Linked DNA regions of Mus musculus: regions 1 and 2 are each linked to region 3. A link is a contact called in public Hi-C and targeted proximity ligation data. All regions are on one chromosome and are shown on one strand. The core of a region is the stretch at or near the end of the contact, and the rest is flanking DNA. Distances in the headings are between cores, read along the strand shown. Region 1 overlaps Prkg1 (protein kinase, cGMP-dependent, type I). Region 2 overlaps Prkg1 (protein kinase, cGMP-dependent, type I). Region 3 holds the start of Prkg1 (protein kinase, cGMP-dependent, type I).

Evidence for each region. A called contact is a pair of places that touch in the nucleus more often than the background predicts.
Region 1: a contact with region 3 is called in a targeted proximity ligation map of forebrain, with 5 times the contacts expected there. A contact is called at or near these places in 2 of 484 Hi-C or Micro-C datasets (group 2 innate lymphoid cells and neural stem cells), 6 of 130 datasets of targeted methods (the NIH/3T3 cell line, embryonic forebrain, embryonic limb bud and 3 more) and 1 of 9 other capture datasets (embryonic stem cells).
Region 2: a contact with region 3 is called in a Hi-C map of cortical neurons, with 3 times the contacts expected there. A contact is called at or near these places in 2 of 484 Hi-C or Micro-C datasets (both in cortical neurons), 2 of 130 datasets of targeted methods (astrocytes and forebrain) and 1 of 9 other capture datasets (embryonic stem cells).

The regions. Positions count from the first base shown.
Region 1 is chr19:31,360,013-31,363,188 of GRCm38.p6, reverse strand. All of the region lies in intron 2 of Prkg1 (protein kinase, cGMP-dependent, type I), which reads left to right. Among named protein-coding and RNA genes, the nearest start is that of 8430431K14Rik, 150 kb to the right of the region's middle.
Region 2 is chr19:31,187,360-31,190,632 of GRCm38.p6, reverse strand. The region is part of intron 3 of Prkg1 (protein kinase, cGMP-dependent, type I); the gene reads left to right. Among named protein-coding and RNA genes, the nearest start is that of 8430431K14Rik, 27 kb to the left of the region's middle.
Region 3 is chr19:31,662,929-31,665,944 of GRCm38.p6, reverse strand. It overlaps Prkg1 (protein kinase, cGMP-dependent, type I), which reads left to right and starts at 1,575. Exons shown (of 18, transcript NM_011160.3): 1 at 1,575-1,974. The coding sequence starts at 1,664.

The DNA of each region.
Region 1 (3,176 bases), core at 594-3,093, 300 kb after region 3:
ACACAGCAGAGAATGCAGTGCAGATCTTAACCCATTTGCCTTTGCTGCGTTATCTTGGTTATCCATCTTCATGGTACTCAGCTGTAAAATAGGAAAATAGGTTTCATAGGTATGTGTCAGACTGAAGTAGACAATCTGTGTAATTCTCTTTCCAAATGGCAATATTGTCAGGAGCTCTTATTGTGTATTTTGGGCTGACAACATGGGACAGGAATAGTTTTAATCCTGAAAGGGTATGGGGGAGGGCAGAACTGGAGTAAGTACGATGAAACCAGGTGAGTGGTAAATTTTAGGTTCCCAGATTCCGGTATACAAGATAGGTATTCTTTTCTGATAAATTTTTAACATTCAACATGAGAGATGCTGTGACAAATGAAAACACCAGTGGGCTAAACAGAAACAGAACTTACAGGGGTTATCTCTGGCTTATTTAACTGATTTTCATAAAACGTAACTGTAAGAACCAGCAGCCAACCTAGGAGGCAGGCTTGAAACTTTACAAAACTATCACACCAAGATAGTCCTTCCATTTGCTGACATGGTTGGTTTGGTTTTGGTTTGGGAACTTTCCTACCTGTGGTCATTGGATGAATTTGGTACTAGTTTTGGGGACCAGGTCTATAGAGTTCTGCATCCTCTGTTTCCTCCCTTCAGGTGCTACACTGCACACAGAGCTAGAAGAATAAATCAGAGTCTGTAATGGGTAGGATCTGCAGGATGCCAGTCAAACTGAGAGTGAGTGTGTGGGGATGGGGTGTCCCCCCAAAGATTTTAGCGTTACAGCTCTTTTAGATGATACTCAGTGACACAGCTCTCTTAGAAGACCTTTAGTGAAACAGCTGGTGCACCTATACTTTATTCAGAGCGACCAAGGGCTACGTACAAACTGTGGAGAGTGGGCAGGGGTTTTCAGAGTGAAAGGCTGGAGTATAAAGTACTGTGAATGCCTCATTTGTATGGAGAGGCATTCCTGGAATCCCATGTACTTGCTGGTTGAGTTCTTATCAGAACGAGGAAGTTGAACTTGTAGATTTGCAGAGGGCTCCAAACCTTCCTCAGGTGGTGGGGTTTGGGCTCCTGAGACAAGGTTAGAGAAGGGAAAACCCTGCTGAAAAAAAAAAAAACATAATCCTCTATTTTGCTCTGCGCTCAGAAGAGCTATCAGGACATGGGAGACTTCAACCTTAAGTAGCAAGATGGAACATATGAACAACTCATTTAATATCCTTTGTCCTGGCTCCCACAGAGGTTGCTTATATTTTAGCTTAATAGTTTAGATTTCAGGCCTGGCCAGGATGTCTGGGGTCATCATGTACAGACAATGTGTTTGGGGGTGTGTTTTGTATATCCCTTTTTTAAAGTCAAATTTGCTTTTAACAGCATGCAACTAGGAAGCCTTGTGGGGTTGTTACAGCAATGCTCACCCTCTCCGGCCGTGGCTCAGGACACTTCATTAAACAAGTAAGGTTCCTTCTTCCCTCCTGCCTAGAGGCTGTTGCCTTGGCCTTTGGCTCGCTGGAGATCTAGAAGGAACAGTTACGTTTTCACAAACTTCTGTTTGTATTCATGTTTTCGAACTTGATTTTTTTTCTCTCTCTCTCTGACTTTGACTACTTTCTGGGGGCTAATTTTGACCATCTTGAAAACAGGGAACAATCTCAGGAAATTGTTTTCTTTCTTGTTTTTAAATATTGATTGGACTCAGGAAGAGGGAGTATAATTAAACTCACAGCAGTAATCAAGCCCCCTTTCATAAGAAGCCTTTTATCCTTCCACCTAGCCTGAGACTGCCTCCCCTTGTTTCTTGGGGCTAAGTGGCAGGGAGCCACTTGGCTCAGCCAGCTGTACCTTGGCAGGGCTTGCCATGAATCAGATGTCCTTTTCCTCCTCGAAGGCAGAATGTGTCTCTTACTCGAGCTGGCCTCACATTTCAATTTGCAAATAAGTGTTTGGTTTCTGTGCCCTTCTTTTTGCTATAGTTGACACATCAATCGAAATGATAGTCCCTGAACCTATACTACTGAGCTTTACAGGGTCACCCTCTCACCTTGAACTTGAGGGTCTCTCTTGTCCGTGGTGTACCTTTTAAAGTAAAATATTCATCTATAGATCAGTAAATGGGTTGGAAAAAGCGCTCCATAAAGAAACCAGAGAGTGAAGGCATCAGGCTTCCTGTCTAACAGTGAGGCAAAGGATAACCATGGCATGGATTCAGACTTTAGGACCTAACTGGGTCATCCATTGCCCTACAGGTACAGGTAATGGTTAATTGTATGTGTCACCTTGACAACACTGTAGGGTACAAGATGTTTAGGTGCCCATGAGGGTACTGGGGATGAGGTTAACATTTAAATCAATAAATTGAGACTTAACTACCTAACAGAGTAACCTCATCTGATCAGTGGAGACATAAATCAGACAATTGATTGATCTTCCTGTAAGTCTGATAGCCATAGGACATTGGACTTTCAATACTTTCCAACTAGAGCTGAAACAGTAGATTTTCTTAGTTCCCTGGGCAACAGCTAACTGAGTACAGCAAGTTTTAGGCCTTTGGACTCTGACTGCAGTTAATCCCTCTGTGTTCCTTGGTCCCAGCATACCAGCTACAGACATTGGGATAAGTAGACTTCTGTAATTAATTTCTTAAAATAAATCCTTTAATGTATTGTTTAATATGTAAGTACATTACATATGCTATATAGAAAACTTGTTGGTTTTATTTCTCCAAAGAATGCCAAGTTATATAGAATATTGTTTAACATTTGGAAATTCACTGTGGTTTAAGTACTTAACTCTATGGCATTCAACAGTAAAAAATAAAGAATGAATGGACATCTGCAACAGGTAGAAGTTTATAGGGAATACTTAATATTGGAGAAATTTAAAACATCTGAGCCCCTTTATTTATATTTTGTGTAATCTCTCCTGTGATGGTTTGCATATGCTTGGCCCAGGGAGTGGCACTATTAGCATATGTGGCCCTGTTGGAGTAGATGTGTCACTGTGGGTGTGGGCTTTAAACCCTCTTCCTAGCTGCCTGAAAGCCAGACTTCTAGCAGCTTTCAGATGAAGATATAGAACTCTAAGCTCTGCCTGCATCTCATTTGCCTGGACACTGCCATGCTCCTACCTTGAAGATAATAGACTGAACCTCTGAACCTGTAAGCCATCCC
Region 2 (3,273 bases), core at 698-3,197, 480 kb after region 3:
TTAAGGTCTAAGTTTCTGTAACACTTAGTCCTTAAAGACTTTTATTTTTCTCATGTCATAGAAAATACCAATCAGACTAAATAAATAGAGCTTGCATTCCCTGCCACAGGATGATAAATGTATAAAAAGTTACAAATAATCACCCTTGATAAGAACACAGGAACATACTGGTTTCCTTTTGTTATCAGTGACAAAATGAACATATTTTTGTATGTGAGGTTTTGAAAAGATTCTAAATCAAATTACCTATAATTTTCTTTTTAGAAAGGCAGGTAGGAAAGTATGTGAGACAGAAACACAAATGAGTGTGTGAAGGAGCTATGCTCTTCCCTTGGGAACATTCCCCGTCACTATTCAGGCTATTGCAGCATGGTATTTTGTAGTTAGGATGCTAAATAGATATTCATTTCTTAAGGTGTCCTGTGAACTATCCAATCAACTGCTAAGAAGTTTTGCTTACCTGCCATGTAGCTATGTTCTTTTAGCTACTGCTGACTAGAGCTGAAGGGAAAGAAAAAAGAAATTTTGTTTTTACTGTAAATCAGCTACCATAGAAAAGGGTTCGGGTAACCTTGGGGAAATAAGCCAGGTCTCCACATGGAACAAAGAGAACAATGCAATGCTTTATTCTGTGGGGTTTGTAGTGCTGGGGACATTCACCAATCTGTCCATGTTCCCTCTCCTTTTCCCTTTGGACTCACATTTGTGTTCAAATGTCAAATATTGAAAGTTGTCATTCAGTACAGAGATTAAATAGTAAAATGGAAATAATGATTTTTCTTTTAGCATACAAAGAGAAAATTGTAGAATTAATGTTACCACCTTTATACTCAAGGAAACCATTTCCAATGAATGGGAATTTGAGGAACTCTGGTACGCTCTTGTATTGACCTGGAAACTGAATGAGACCAAGATGCTGAAGGGATAAGATGTGAGTCCTACTCAGTGTGGGAGAAGATGGATTGATTTTTCATAGGGCACTTACAAGCTATATTATTTGCTTCTTTGTTTGTTTGCTTGTTTTCTTCTGCTCCATGGTAATGGGACTAACACGGTTTTGAGTAATTTTGAAAAATTATTTCATCAGCAGAGGCTAGCACAACCATATCAAGGACGTCAGACTCGTCAGACAAGATTTTAGTTGGAGAACAAACAAACATGAATTAGCCACAAGCTTTCCTCTTGTCATTTTCATTTCTTAAAGGGGCAGGACTGAGGCTAGGGGACAGTACCCTCCCCCAGCCACCACTTCACTTGGGATAAAGGTGATGCACATAGAACTAGAATCAAAGCCTGTGACCTCTTTGTGTGCCATGTACCGCAGTGTCACAAGTCATATCAAGAGAACATGATATTTTCTTTTTGACTTTCGTATATTCCCCCCAAACATTTAGATTTTGAAAAGAATATTTTACTCCAAGGAAGGAAATTGTTTTGTCACCCAGGAAAGCGGTTCCTTTTTCTACTGAGACTTCTTTGCCAAAAACTAATTGCTTAGCATCAAAATTCTGTGCTTGTTTCGGGCATTAGTGAAATCAATTCTCTCCACTATAATACTGCTCAGCCATTGTGGCTGTCAGCACTCAGGGTGCAAAGCTAAAATCTGAAGCTGTGTCACCAGACACAAAGCACAGAAAGGTTGGCGTCGTGTATTAATTTTAGGGTTGATCTTGTACATTGTGTGCTCCCCAGTCATGGTGCTGCTTTCTGTTCTCCTGCTGTAGCCCAATATTTGGAACTGGGCGGGTGGGGTGGTCTTCCTCCTCGATAGACAGAGACAGACAATGGGAGACAGGAAAGGAAATGAGGTGCCTGTGTTTGTGGCATTCAAAGCATTGAACACTCCCCTGGTGCCAAATATTAGTTGAGATCAGGAGTCTGGAGGCATGCAGCTCCTAGTTTTTAAATGACTGGAAGTTAATGTGTGTACTGGATAATGCCTTTAAGACTCAAAATGGTAAGTGGTTGAGCAAAGGTAAACACAGATGGGGTGTTGTCAAAGCACACAGAAGGGAGAGTAGAAAAGAAAAAAAAAACCACTGTAGTTTTAAAAATCCTAACTGTATTTTTAAAAAAATAGATAGTACGTATAAGAAAAAGCACTATGTGTGGAAATCTTTCATCTTATTTAAATTTCAAGAAAAGATGCTCACACACACACACAATATATATATATATATATATATATACATACATATATATATATATATATATATACATATATATATATATATATATATATGTATATATATATATATATATATACACTGTCATGTCAAATGTAAAACTTGTGAGTGGCAAGTTTGTCCCTGTGTGTGGAATTATGCTGCTTATATCAATGGTCACCTTATAAATATGAGTAAGATATTCTAGGTCAGTTTTTTTTTTCAATCAATAAAATGAAATAGTTTAAAGTAAGTAGCTATGCTGGCTAGTGTCATCAATTTGACACAACTAGAGTCCTCTGGAAAGAAGAAACCTTGATGAAGGGATCGCCTCCATCAGATTGGCCTGTTGGCATGTCCATGAGACATTTTCTTGATAAATGGTTGATGTGCAAAAGCCCAGACAGCCTATTGTGGGCAGTGCCACCCCTTGATTGGTGGGCCTGGGTTGTATAAGAAAGGCTTTTACCTTACTCCCCGCACTGGGAGGAAGAAGCAATCAAATCTCTATGACTGTAAGGACAGTCAGGTCTGTATAGTGAGTTCCAGGTCAGCCAGCATTACATAGTGAGACCCTGTCTCAAAACAAAAAAACAAATAACAAAAATAAAACAAACAACAATCTAAAAGCAACAGAATGTCCAAGCCACGAAGAACAAGGCAGTGAGCAATATTCCCCGTGGTCTCTGCTTCAGTTCCTGCCAACAGGTTCCTGCCTTGAGTGCCTGTCCTATCCTTCCTTCCCTTGGTGAAGCAGTATCACCTGTAAGCCAAATAAACCCTCTCCCTCCTAAGTTGATTTTAGTCATGGTGTTTATCGCAGCAACAGAGAATCAAAGTATGACAGTAACACACTGAAAGATTAGATCTTTGATTGTGAATTCTCATTCACCCCCACCCTAGGCAGTGGCTGGTTGAACACTTTGTTTGAAATGGGAGGAGCTGGGGAAAAAAATGAGCTTCCTCGGCTCTGCAGAAACTGTGCAGTCTAATTAAAGAGATGAGGTTGCTACATGTATATAGGAATATGTCTCCATGTATTACTCATGAAGGCCATCAAGCACAGCTACAAAACAGTGAAAAAAAAACGTGAGAAGTCTTTCATTCA
Region 3 (3,016 bases), core at 326-2,825:
AAATAAATAGGCAACGTTTTTGTTGTTGTTGTTGTTGTTTAAGAGAGATTTGTGTCCTTGGCTAATTTGAGATTTCAGGCAGAAGTTTTGTATTGCAACTTAGTTTTAATGAATTTTCTATCTGTTTCGTTTAAGTGTTAAAGGGTGGGTAGATAGAATATGAGAATTATAACACGGAGTGTGAAAGAATAGCAAGTTTAAAGGTTCCCTTTCTTTCTTTCTTTCTTTTTAAGCTATAAGTTTGGACAAGCTGGTGAAGGTTTAGTTAACTATTAGGCACTTATGTAAGCATTAGGTAAATATTTTGGGTATTCTAAATAAGTGTTCCCAAGATGAGAGACCAATTCTTGGACTGAAAGAATGCCGCCTTCTTGCTAGCAGTTTAGCCCACACTGAGCAGTTGGTTCTGGCTGGTGAAGTGGTTGGGTTGAGAGCTAGTGTAGTGGGTGGGACAGTGCAATTACAGCTCCTGTAGTTTTCCCATCCTTTGTTGATCTTACCTCTTCCCCAAAGTTGGCAAAATTTTCTCATTAACTCCTGGGCTGTTAGGAAAGTAACGTTGAAAAGGTATGGTTCCCTTTCTGAAAGAATGTTTTGGAACTCCGCTGTGTTTTTTAAGCCCCCACCCACTTCACCAAATCCAGCAAATGGAAGAAGCCAGGCCTCTAGGGAACCATTCCGCAATTGATACTAGCACAAATGGGAGGGACCAGGGAGCTGCTGAGAGGCCTGCTCCGGCCCAAAATCCTTTGGGGTTTTGGCTTTTGCCCCTAGACGAATTCATTGATCTAAGTTTGGCAGGCAAGAATAGGGAAAATTAGGAGTGTGGAAAGGCTTGGGGGCGGAGGTCAGATACCCATCCTAACCTTCCTCAAAGGCACCTGGACGCCCGTGGAAATCCCTCCCAGGCACTGTAAGCTCTCACCTTTGGAGAGGCAAGTTTCTTTGCAAACCCTAGACACCTGTGTGAGGCGCTCCCCGTGGGAAAGGTGCTGTGGAGGACGCAAGCGCTCAGCCACACTGTTTTCCTCTGTGAGGCTGCGGTCACAATCCCTCCAGAAGTCAAAGCTGTTAGCACGCACAGTCTGCTCTGTCTCCCTTGGTCGCCAGGAACCTAGCCCCACATTCTGTAGCCCGGAGCCCGCTGACGCCTCCAGTTTGCTCCTGGTCCTCTCCCTCCCACCTCTCCACCTCCGAAGTAGCGCTCCAGCCTCGCTCCGCCCGCACAGCCCCAGCGCCCCCGAGCTTTATCAGGCTCCCCACACACATCGCTGGCTTCCTTTGGCACCCGGCGTTGGTGACCCGAGCCGAGCAGCCACCGCCTCCGAGCCCAGTCTCCCTCCTCCCGCCCGTGGGTCACTGCGCCTCCGGGCTTTGCTCCCCAAAGCGCCGCGGCTCCCACCGCCTTTCAGGTTCATCCTGGGCTGGACCTGTTTTGCTCATCCCTAAACCCGGAGAAGTGGAATCTGCACACTGAAACTCTCTGTGGCTGGAGCGGCGGACTGGGCATGCTCAGAAGCCAGGCTTGGCTTTGGTCTCAAGTCGAGGGAAGCTTTTGCACTCGCGAGGCAGCGGCGACTTTAGGGAAAGTTGATCCGAGAGGGGAGGAAGCCCCAAGACGCGGAGCAGCGGCAGGCAGGAGCCCCCGGCAGCCCGGAGGAGCATGGGCACCCTGCGGGATTTACAGTATGCGCTCCAGGAGAAGATCGAGGAGCTGAGGCAGCGGGATGCTCTCATCGATGAGCTGGAGCTGGAGTTGGATCAGAAGGACGAACTGATCCAGAAGCTGCAGAACGAACTGGACAAGTATCGCTCGGTGATCCGGCCGGCCACCCAGCAGGCGCAGAAGCAGAGCGCCAGCACCTTGCAGGGTGAACCGCGCACCAAGCGCCAGGCGATCTCCGCGGAGCCCACCGCCTTCGACATCCAGGATCTCAGCCACGTGACCCTGCCCTTCTACCCCAAGAGCCCACAGTAAGCAGGGTTACGCGCCCGGGTCCATGTGGCGCCCAGGCGGTGGGAAGCTGCGGGTCTCTGTATTGTCTGTCGGCCCCTGCCCCTCCCGCTTGCCATGTCTGTCCTCATCCTCAGAAATGTCTCATTTTCACGGCACTTCTTGAGGGGCTGTGCACGTTTCTCAGGGCCAGACTCCCTGCACATCCGTTGCCTTCGTGTCTTTGTCAGATGCCAAGGTATTTTTAAAATATACATACATATACGTTCATATATGCCACCTACTGTACATAGTTTGGACGCGCCCCAGGTGTGTGTCTGACCGTGTGTGTGAGTGGCTGTTGAACGGAGGAACCAGAATCCCCTTCTTCCCCAAAGCCCCAGCCAACCTGGCCAGCCGGAAAATCCTAACTGCAGGCTCATCAGACTGAAATGAAATGCGTTGATATTACCCTGACTTTCCAAGCTCTTGTGGCTCTCCTGGATTTTTCTACATGCCGCCGGCGCTTCATGCTGGTACCGTTCAAACCTGAGGTTCTGTCACCATCAAAGTGTAAAAGAATAAGAAAATATACATATAAAACAGAAGAATTTTTAAAATTTTCCTGAGTTGGATGACATTTACAATCCATAAATGGAAACCTAGTCTGTTGATTTTTTTTTTAAAAAACAATGTTTTCATAATATCCAAGAGAGAATATTACTTGTTTTTCCTAAAAGAATTTTCACATGGTTCCCAATGAACACTTTCATTTCCCCCCAGAGGGTTAATGTGTTTTCAGGGACAGTGTAGTCAAGCACATGCTATTTCCAGTGGGGACCAAGCTGTGTCTCACATTCAGGTCTCAAGCCACTGTGCTGCTAGCAGTTCTTGTGTGTTAGAGAGCAGTGTAGTTTTAGTGTCAGTAGGATTCATAACTTGGATGGGGACCCTGAATGAAACTTGTTACACAACACTCGAGCCCAGAGTCCATATGGAGAGTGAACAGCAGGGATGGGACAGCAACAGAACCAGAACACCATCTGAATGGCATTTTAATTAATAGTAATGACATAATTGGTA